Regions from separate parts of the Bicyclus anynana genome. Here region 2 is linked to region 1. A link is a contact called in public Hi-C data. All regions are on one chromosome and are shown on one strand. Each heading gives the region's core, a stretch centred on a gene start, on an enhancer-like site or on the middle of the called end of the contact. The rest is flanking DNA. Distances are from core to core; before and after follow the strand shown.

Region 1 (5,725 bases), core at 2,349-4,848:
GCCATTTTGTAAATAGCACCCAAGCAGACGCCCAGCTTAGCCGTAGAGTTTGTGGAAAGTTTTCCTTGCTGAGCTGAATTATTAAATCATTTCCCTTGTATGCAAATAACTCTACCGCCAGGCCGAGACAACTGGGCAGGTACCTATTACATGTATTATTCTCTAGTATAAAAACACACATCGATGATTAATTCTACTAACGCAATAACTGCAATAATGATCAATTTCAAAAATATAATTATATTACCAAGCAATAATTATTATTATTTATTTATTTTATTACAGTAAAATGTGTTATATTACATCACATCAAACTTGGAACCAATTAGAACTAAATACACTTATTAAAAACTGTATACTTGAAACGTTGCGAGTGCCATCATACTGTTAGTTTGTTTTGCCCTTAACTATATAATAATAATAATATTTTATATATAAAGCGATATTGTTTGTAGAGTCCGGTTGTTTGTCTTAAGGGTCTATTCAAACATATCATATCATCATGGTCAGAAGATAATAATGTGCCAATCGCTAATTGACGCAACATGTTTCTCGTTTGAAATTGTCAAAAATGTCAACTGCAATAAGGGTAGACAAGGATTGCTTCCATTAGAGGACATGCACTAGAATAACCAAGATTCTTGTAATATATGAGATACTGAGCACATTAATAATAATCCATCCCTTTACAGATTATGTTTGAATAGACCTTTCAGTTTACTTTTATATTGTTTGTTCATTTCCCTCTTTGTTTTAGCAATACATCGAAATGGAGTCGTTAAAAAGCTGTCTACTTGCATTATAATATTTGGACACAATACAAAATTATATATTGTTGCAAATATGTCGCCTTCGCTAACATATTCTGATTCTTCTACAAGTATTTGATTATGTAGATATTGCTAGTATGACTCCATCCGATTCATTGTTCGCTAAGATACGCATTGAGGCTCTTGTGGCCAAAATATAGAGGTCACGTTAGCCTTACTTGGTGTTTCTAAGCGTACTCTAAAAATTATAATTTCTCTTGTCTCCGATCAAAAGTACACCAAAATATCACAATAAATTTCTAAAAATGATATAATTAGCACATTATTATTATTAAAATTAGCAAAAACTCGTATAAAATTTATTCTCAATAATATTTTTTTTTATAAATACACAAAACTCTGTAGAACTACTAGATCAAATGTCACAGTCATTTATTTATTTATTATTGCTTTTCTTGAATCAAATTTAGTACAGCTACTGAAAATATATTTTATTCTGATTAATTAATACAAAGCCGCGAGATTTGTACATTTTTAAATTTACAGCTTTTAAGTAAAAGCCAGGCCAAGCGATGCTCGGTTTTCAAGGTACTCTTTACTTATCGTCCGGTGAGCGATCGGTATTAACTTCACACACACACACAGGTGACACAAATTTTTTAATGCACAATTTTGGTGGAATCACTAATATGACGTAAGCTAACGTGTCACAGTCAATTTGTATGGACGGCCAACTGTAAATTGACAGTTTCATACAAAATTGACTAATCAACAAGACTCCAGTGTCACTTTAAGATTTTAAACCGCTCCGATAATTAATATTTCTCAACTAACCAAAATATTAAATATTCCGCCCGATGTTTTCCCCAATTTCTTTCTCTTTATTTTGCGTTTTCAAAATTGCGTCTACAATATTCTGTGTATCTAAGTGAGTTCTAACCATATTGTATGTCTTAATACGCAGTACTTGTTTACTTTTAGATCTTCTTGTGTGATCTTCAATAACATTTTTTATTACATTCCTAGCGAAAAGTAGATATGCTAAGCGGATTTAAGTTCATTCAAGAATGGTGTATTCAAGTTCAATAAACTATTTTTGTCCGTATATATTCAATATAAATACAAATAAAAAAAATATATTGAGAAATCAAAAAAATGTGGTTTTATAAAAAAATGTGTTCGTTCATTATAAAATAGACCGTTAAAATATTGAATTGCTTTTAAAATTACTAAAGAATAATAAAAAAAAAAAAATATTATTTAAACATTCACCAATGAAATAGAAAAATAAGAGTTACATCTATTTTCGAAACTAAATTACCAATGTAATAAGTATAAATGATAAATCATGATTGTTCATACCTTCGAAATAAAGGGATTAGTCGAAATGAATGCGTGATTTAAAGTTAAAATCTTAGGCTAAATTAGTCCAAAAAACGATTAAATAGTGAAATCCTATAGATAAAATTTGCGAACCAAGTTTCATTGGAAGTATTAGAACTTGCATAAAAAAGTAGTTTGTCGTGTTGCTGAAAATGTGGACTTCGTGATACGAATTATTGTCCTTTTTTCAGATTTTCAAATACGTTTTCTGTGTTGTTTAATACGTATGTAGGAGTCTGTCTTATTGACATGTTTATTAAATATCGTGATGTAAAACCTTATTCCTCGAACACGTTATATAAGAGAAATGTGCGCTCACATTCCCTTGCCTCAATGAGTCCCTACTCTCGTATAAAATCACTATAATCTCATTTTGATTATTAAGACGCAATGTTTAAGAGTTGCTTATGCCTCATTATAATGCCTCATTTCGTTTCCATAATCTCTTATATCTTTACATACATTACATTATAAAACCCTTCTTATGTTATAGGTGCGAAATTCGGAGATGAATATTGCCACTAAATTATTAGAGCGTGTCATATTGAAGTAATTTCGGAATTGAGGTGGAATTTTTCGCAGATGCGATAGTAACACAGTCTAATAAAATAATCATTCCTGAATTTTACATCCATTTCAATGAGGTTCGTGCGTGAACGCCAAAGTGCGTTTTCAACTCTATCTCGCGATTGTGTTCTTTATCTGCCTGCTTAGCTTTTAATAATAATCACTACAAACAGACAAACTTGACGATTCAAAAGTGCTTCTAAATTAAGTTTACGTATACTTGAAAAACTAATCTAGTTTAATTTATTTTTCTGTTCGATCTGATGTTATGATATAATAAGTCCATCGTCACATACTCCAAAAAAAATGTGGCCTTAAATATTACCACACCCTGTTTTATAATACTGAAATAGATAAAGTCACACAAATCCGTCAGGGTTTCAGTGTGTTTAAGTGTCGTGGCATAAACCAAAGTTTAATTCACATTTCACGTGATGTGATTGATCTATTTTAATATTATACAAAATTACTTTAAATTCTAATAGAACCTGTTCAATAGAAACAGTCTTGAAAAGTTCAATATGTCAGTTAATAATGATTGAAACTCTCTACGAATAGTAAAACTTGCGTCTTGTGAATGGACGGTTTAGACGCAAGAAGAGATAAAACTGAAACGCAACATTGCGTTCACGCTGTCCATAATCGAATCCATCGAATCGAACGAATCGAAAACTATCAAATCACCAGGTGTCACCACCGCATCCACCAACTGTCACTTCCCGAGTCATCATGTGGAATCGAAACCGTCGTGAAGCGGAAACTAATGAATCGAAGTATCACCACCCACTGTCACTTCCCGAGTCACTGCACACAGAGTACCTGTACGCGTCACTGGGTGCACAGAGTACCAGTACGCGTCTATAGCGCTCGCTGCTGTGGGCGCCAGGCGCGCGGTCACTCGCGCGGCGCGTTCTTGAGCAGCGATATCGCGTGGCGCACGTACTGTACAAGATGGCGGAACGTCGACGACAGGGACAGCGGGCCGCACTTGCGGTCAACTGCTATGAACAGATCTGGAAAGAGATTAATTCACATTTAATAATTATGTTACAATTTTAGATGTATAAAAGGCGAGACTTGAGCGGCGGAACGAAAATATTGCCCTCTTTCGTCCCATCGGACTGAAAGATAAGTGCGATATTTCTGATAAAGTGTTTTATCTAGTTTTTGGAGGCAGGCAAAATCATTTTAGCAGTGTTTGCGTGAATCACCAGCATCTCGGGACCCCAACATTCATCGGATCTTCGAACTACATGCCTCGCCTATTGTCACTTGAGCTTCGCACATCATATTCTATTATTCATCATCATCATTAACAGCCGACGAACGTTTACTCATCCTTTCCTCAGTCCACCTAGTAGGTCGACCAACACTGCGCTTTCCGGTGCAGGGTCGCCATTCTACCACATTGGATACTATTAGTAAATAAAAATGTTGGTAATGTCACCTTGGTTCGCGCGCAGCCGACACAGGCAGTCGGCCTGCTCCCACAGGTCGTGCGCCACGTACAGGAACGTGTAGTACTTGGTGAGCTGCAGCAGCGCGTTGTGCGCGTGCACCGGCACCGCGTGCACCATGCTGCAGTAGGGCGCGGCGCCGGGCGCGTGCGGCAGCGAGCAGTAGCCCGAGGAGCCGGACCCGGAGCCGGAGCCGACGGACCCTGCAGGGGAGGGCGACGGCGACATGGGCGACGCCGAGCGCGCCGACGACGCCGCCGCCGCGCCGCCAGGCAGCGCCTCAGCACACGCGGGCTGAGGAAACAACACACATAATAAAACTCCCTGATATACGTAGCATGTACGAGACGGGATAGGTCAAGGAAGTTTTTGAAACATCGTTTCTAACAGCATTTGGTAATGCTGTGGCATTCAACAAAGACGGCCTAGTAATCAATTTCGTTTTTATTTCTTTCAAATTTTTAAATAGAATAACTACACACCTTCTGCTGATACTCCTGTACGATCTTGTTGTACTCCTTCACTTCCCGATTGTACATCTTGAACATCCGCAGGTATAGCAGAGCTTGCACTCGGAGGCTGTGGTCACAAAATAGCACCGTTACAATAAGAGATCCAATTAAAGCAATTGTCTACATATTATCAACTAGAAGTAGACTTTACTTTCTGGACAATCATTATGAATAGGGATTAATTGATTTATAATGCTATTAATCGCGAAAAAGGCTCTAGGCATGTTTCAATCCGAAACAGGAGCACCTTCAGGAGATTTCATTCCTGTGTTTGGCTGCAATCACGCTTGATTATAAGCGATGTGCAATGCGTTTTTCTTGTACGACCAATCTGCGATCAGTCTTTAAACAAACGTGTTGCGAGTGTCATTGTCATGTGGAGCTCGATTCTCATTCAGTGCATCCTGTTTTCAAATGTCCAGGTCGAGTATGCGTTTACGTTTCAGAGGCTTCGGACAGTCATCAGTCAATAGTCTTTTTGCCAAGATATAAGGATGAGTAAGGATGATAGCAAAATAAATCAATCATCCACAATTTCACGTTGAACATTGATTCACACTGACCTGAGGATGTCCAGTTTGCTGAAGGTGGAGTGAGGCGACGCGCGGAACCGCTGCGGCATCGAGTGTATCGACTTGATGTACTCGATGGTCTCGCGGTAGATGGTGAACGCCTTCTTGGTGTCCAGCTCCAGCTCCAGCACGCGGCCGGTCAGCACGAAGCACAGCACGGACTCCAGGTACAACATGACGCGCGACAGAGGCTCCTGCTCGCGCTCCGCCGCCGTGCGCAGGCGTTTGGCTTCTGTGAGGTAGTACCTACACGGAAAAACAGACACATTTGTTTTAGATAACATTGTAAAATGGTGATGAACAAAAAATCCCTGGCTGAGTTTGTTGTGGATTCTTAGCGGACCGAGGGAACCTTCGTAACTTTAATTTAAAATTTTCAACTTCAATTATCACTATTAAATCATGACATAACTTGACGTGTCATAAGTGCTTGTAAACTAAGCCAAGGCACCAGGTGTCACGTT
Region 2 (5,725 bases), core at 1,436-3,935, 380 kb after region 1:
TTCTAGTCAGACTGTAATAACTAAATTAACAAAACACTGAATTTAGTAACCCACCACCAAATTATTTTTATCTAGCACCTTAACACATTTCATTGTCATTCAGACATTGTTTCTATTAAGTAATAGCCGTGAAATCACAAATAACAGTGACTTATTACATACATTACTTGTTACATCTTGCGTTCATTCGTAGACAACACAAGCGTCATATATGAATATGTTGAGATGCCAGATGCTACTACTATTTTACCCAAACTACGAGTTAACTAATTTAACCAATAAAGTAATGGTTTGCCACCATAAAAAATATGTTATCACAGTGTAAACAAACGGTTTAACATTTATAACAGAGAATTTTGTTATATTTAATTTAATTTCATGTAGTTATTTCTTCTATTAAGTCATAACTACACTGGGTTTTTACCTTTAAATAAACTATTATTATTATTATTATTATTATTATAACTTCGCCATATAAATAATTTTACATTCTTTTGAGCGATCATTAAGCATATGTGAAATATTTTTTGTAGCACTCAATTAAGCTGCAATGTAAATTATATTACTATTCAACAGGCTTAATTGACTTTATAATATCCTTCAAGATATTGGCATAACCCAGCAGAAAGCCAAGAATTCACTAACATATATCGTCAATTATGATTTCTAATCTAAAACATAGCTCTCTCTTTTGTCACAATGGGATGAAAGCTAAGATTAATTACCTTTGGACTAGTATCACATTCAAATTCACCAACAAAATTGTCTGTCGTTTTCTGAGGGGGACGAGGTAAACTCACACATCGAAAATATTTAACACCAATAAATATATCCTGTGTCCGTAAACTACACACAACTATAAATTTAAATCGTAATACACACACGTGTAATTTGAACACAATGAAACATCAATTCTATAGACGCAGTTTGTATATAGGCGTTAGATCGTGATCATATACTTTTGACAGAGGGGTAACTATGGTAATTGGTCTGAGGATAAAAGGGAAAGCTATTATGTTAAACAAATATAATTATCCCAGGTCTATTAGTTATATTATAATGCACTTATTAGTAAACAATCATTGACCTCTTGTAATAAAAGGACGCACAATCATGTAGATCATGTATAAAATTTCACTTAAAAACTGGCTTTTTAGTTTTGTCAGTTTTAGAGTTATTGGTAAAGAAAATTATACCTAATGTCCTTCATATATAGTTCAATATTCAATAAAATCCAAAATTCAACCTTAAGAATTGAGTTTAGGGTTGAATTTGGAAATGCGACTTCTTGAATTGAGTGCCAAGAAGTTGTGTTTTTTCAATTGGGACGTGTTTTGGTCGCTGATTGTGCATCCACTTTTTTAATAGGAGATCGATGTAAAAAATGCTTACATCTTTAGGCGCGACAAGTTGACTTTGAGGCCGTTCTCTACGCAAAGTCTCCGTCCCCTGTCGGACCAGCGCTGGAGGATTCAGTAGCGTTGGCCTGTCTTGCCTCTCTTGTTCCTGATGTTCTTTCTGCAAGGATGATGAAAAGCTTTTATTTAACTTTTTTTTTAAAAGAATATTTGCCATATTTTTTTTTAAATATGACCAATATTCCCATACCCCTCCAATTAGTCGGGAAAGACTGTGTTAGGAGTGGGTACGTCAATAGACCAACAGGGCGGTGATAGAACCACCACCCCTTCGGTGATGAGTCCGACTACTCTTAACGTTGAGCTATTGAGGCTTAAGTAACTAGCAAAATATATTGTATGTATGTTACGGTGGATTCTTTGAACTCAATTTTGAAATAGATATCTTCAACCGACTGAGCTGAAATTTTGTATACACGTTAAGTTTGGATGACAATGCACGATATGTTATATGACGTCATTCAAAATGCAATATGGCGGACCACACAAGATGGCGGAATAGTTATTTTTAATGCATTTCTACAATATGGGTATCAAATGATTAAGATAATCAATTTAGAGAGATCAATTTACATGACGAAATTGTTACTAGTTTACTCGGATTTTCAAATTGCGCGTCAAGCCTTTGTTATCATATAAATTTTAATAATTTTTATCTTTTTAGAGTGTTTAAATAAAAGCTTTTTGTAAAAACCTTTTTTTAAAAAGCTTTTTGCTTTTAATTTATTTACAACTCAAGTTCCAGAAGTAACTGGTGCTAACATGCGACCAAGTGAAGAGAAACAAACAAAATATAGTCCAATGGCGGCGGAGTTGTTACAGTCCCATTTCAATGCAATGAAAGAGATAGCTGTGTTTCCGGTTGCACTTTGAAATTTGACTATTTCTATTCACGAGATTATCACGTTTGTCGCACATTTTATGTAGAAAATCATCAGTTAGAACAGGGTTTGGAATATCCTTCCCAAGTCAAACAATGTGTGAATATGAATAGACATCTTCTAGGTAAGTGTGATCCTTCTTAGACTATATCTACACTTACTTATGAGGTCATGGTAAAACACGAGCCTATCTTTATCTTGCGCTATCCGTCGTCGACGCGTGGTGATGCCCTACAGCCGCGCCCCTGCGTTACCGGTGTTACCTCAGTATTGCTTAACGTTCCGAAACGTCATAAAGTTTGTACACGCACCTGATGCGTGGCGGTAGTGTAGGAGTCCCTTCGTTGCGGCATAGTGAGAGCGGAGTGCACGGGCGGAACGGGCGCGGTCGGACTGAGCGCGGGGTTGGATGCGTACACTCCTCGTCGGACCATCGTCCGCCCCGCTAACACTCGGGCCGCGGTCGATGGTGGGTTTCCTATAATAATTTAAATATCTTAATTGAATATAAGATTTAAAAAAAGAAAAAATCGCGAACAAATTTATGATTAAGAACGCCGGATTGGTTCTAAACAGTATATCTTAATTTAATTTAAGATGATTTTAAAAATAAAAAACATCGCGAACAAACTTATGATTAAGAACCCCGGATTGGTTCTAAACTAGTATTTCTTAATTGAATTTTATGTGATTTTGAAAAAAAAAAGCGAACAAATTCATGATTAAGAACGCCGGATTGGTTCTAAACAGTATATCTTTATTGAATTTTATCTGATTTAAAAAAAAATCGCGAACATATTCATGATTAAAAACCCCGGATTGGTTCTAAACTAGTATATTTTAACTGAATTTTAGATGATTTTAAAAATGAAAAAAAAAAATAGCGAACACACTCATGATTAAGAACCCCGGATGGGTTTTAAACTAGCGCGCATTTCTTCAGTCACTCATTAGGTATCCTATTAAGTTCCTTATGTGAACTGTACTGCCTCAGTTTTGATGTCGGCAAATGGTCTTAATTGAATTTTAGATGATTTTAAAAATAAAAATAATTGCGAACAAATTCATGATTAAGAACCCCGGATGGGTTTTAAACTAGCGCGCGTTTCTCCAATCACTCACCAGGTATCCTATTAAGTTCTTTATGAGAACTGTACTGCCTCAGTTTTGAAGTCGGCAAATTGGTCTTTCTTGAGACAGTCGCTGGGGGTGGCATGGCACTGTATATTCCTGGAATTACATACAAAATAATCCATTTAATTTTTTTTTGATTCATTTCTATATGGTAACGGGTATCCAAAGCTTGGCAAGTTTGTTGGTGACAGTCTCATGGTATGCGGGCGACGGGGGACGTATTAGTGGACAGTCACTGTCGACAACTACACGCATTAGATGACCTGCGGCTATTTGGTTGTCTAGACAACCAAATGACTTATAATCAATATCTTATATCAATATCATAAAATGTTTTTTTATTAGTTAATAGGAAGATTTGCAATATGGAATACAGCTCAGGGGTTCTGCTTGTGACTCCAGCTTCTCAATAATTCACAGAGCTGAGGACTACATACTCAAGTAAATGTTCAATGCACCATGGTTCATTAAAAATATCGACATCCATGAGTATATGTGTTTGATACACATATACTCATGGATCTCGATATTTTTATGAACCGTGAAAGAGGAAATCCACTGGCAACTCACTATACCAGACTATCTTAAACGCCTGAAAAGAAAAAGAATCTTGGAGCTGGAGGTGTAATAGGCCAGTTTCAGAACATTATGGATGTCTCCAGTGGGGGATACTCATGTCACATACCAACATCCAACCTAAAACTCATCTGCTCAGTCTTTTTGACTGATTGCACGATATTACATGGAACAAAAAAGGGCAAATATTAAAAAAAAAAAACATTACCATTATCTGTAGGCGAAATTCTATTCACAGTTGGCTTTTGCATTTGAGTTGGGTTTAACAACTTCCTTTCTGGAATATTCTTCGCTGCCAATATATCCCTTTTGGCTGACGATTTTTTGACCATTGTAGCACTATTAATGACCGTTGTGTTCAAATCATACGTTCTGACCATATTGTCAGCAGTATTTGACACTCTTCCCACTGTATAGGACTTGTCATCAATGGTATCCGTATATATCGGTGATATAGTATTGTTGATGTCTAAGAACTCATTCTTTGGTCCCTTTCCAAGGGCTATTAGAGGTGTCGACACTGCCAGGGTGCCTGTTGGGGTAAAAGATTCTATCATTAAGTGCAATAATATAAAAATATTACAAAAAAATACAATAGGCACGTGTAGAGCTTAAAGATATTCATAAAAAAGACACTAAAATGCTTTATAACTTCTTTAAAGGAGAAACTCAATCTCCATACAAACTCGAGCCCAAATTATACTAATTATACAGCGCTGAAAATTGTTTTTTATAATCGCATTAGATCGTTGATCATATGGTGTTATAGAAAAATAACGTCTAGTGAGGCAGGTCCTTACCTAATTAGTCCGAGTCTCATTCTTAAGCTGTTTTTAATTTAGGCTATTAGCGAACCGCCATTCGGAATAGCGTGGTGGTGGTGGTTCTAAGCTCTATATAAGGATGAAGGCCTGGCCCTTTAGGGATCTGTTAAAATAGGCTTAATTAGGATTCTTTTCTTCTTATGTAGTGTTAGGTACTTACGTGGATCAACAGGTTCAGGCACGCTTTCGGGGGGACTACTCGAGCTGAAAGTGCCTGTATCGGTGCCTGTGCTCTCACTGGAGCCGACCATCGCACGCTCTTGAAGACCCCAATCCTGAAAGTGCATTATTAAATTACTAATGGTAGTGGACACTGTTCGCCAAAATTTCCTTTTTTAAAAAAGCCAGTATTAATCCAAGATATCTTCAAGATCAGTCAAGATATCTATCTTCTTTCCAAATTCAGGCAAATCTATCCAGCCACTGTGGCTTGAAGGAGTGACAAACATTTAAGCATAAACTAAATTTGACCTTCATATAAGTGTGATAAAAAATCACAAGAGCAAGTCTAATGTAGGAAAATGTTATTACAGCTTACCTCCTGATTCAAATTACTTTCACCAGACTCGATTAAACTCAACGTGGCAGAATTTATGTCTATAATGTTATTATCATCTGCCTTCACGTAAACAACTGTCGCGTCCATCACGTTGTTCTTAGGAATGGTGGGAGATGCTTTTTTGAAGGTCGCAGTTCTTTTAGGCGTCTCCCTCACTAATTCCTCCGGCCTTTCATAGTTGTTCATGGCTCTCCGTCTCGATAACAGTTCAGAGGCATTTTCTATACTCTGTTTTGGCACTGTTATCGTCTGATTTGGAAGCTGTATTGTTTTCACAGGGGATGTATCTACTTGGTTCACCGGTGAAGTTTTCTCTGGCTCATTCGGTAGTGC

Evidence for each region. Hi-C and Micro-C count contacts between places; a contact is called where the count stands out from the background.
Region 2: a Hi-C map of whole body shows a contact between it and region 1, with 2.1 times the contacts expected there. The contact joins two enhancer-like sites. A contact is called at or near these places in 2 of 2 Hi-C or Micro-C datasets (whole body and whole larva).

Annotation. Positions count from the first base shown.
Region 1 is chr23:160,908-166,632 of ilBicAnyn1.1, forward strand. LOC112049814 (AF4/FMR2 family member lilli) reads right to left here. Exons shown (of 21, transcript XM_052888787.1): 18 at 5,253-5,507; 19 at 4,660-4,756; 20 at 4,168-4,471; 21 at 1-3,733. The coding sequence ends at 3,615. Among protein-coding and RNA genes, the nearest start is that of LOC112049043, 34 kb to the left of the region's middle. Within about 2 kb of position 3,599, at least 7 of the 8 cell types and tissues checked have open chromatin away from gene starts, as enhancers often do.
Region 2 is chr23:538,981-544,705 of ilBicAnyn1.1, forward strand. LOC112054785 reads right to left here. Exons shown (of 14, transcript XM_052888623.1): 6 at 5,372-5,725; 7 at 4,994-5,108; 8 at 4,218-4,541; 9 at 3,422-3,529; 10 at 2,611-2,777; 11 at 1,393-1,518. Among protein-coding and RNA genes, the nearest start is that of LOC112049814, 19 kb to the left of the region's middle. Within about 2 kb of position 2,686, at least 5 of the 8 cell types and tissues checked have open chromatin away from gene starts, as enhancers often do.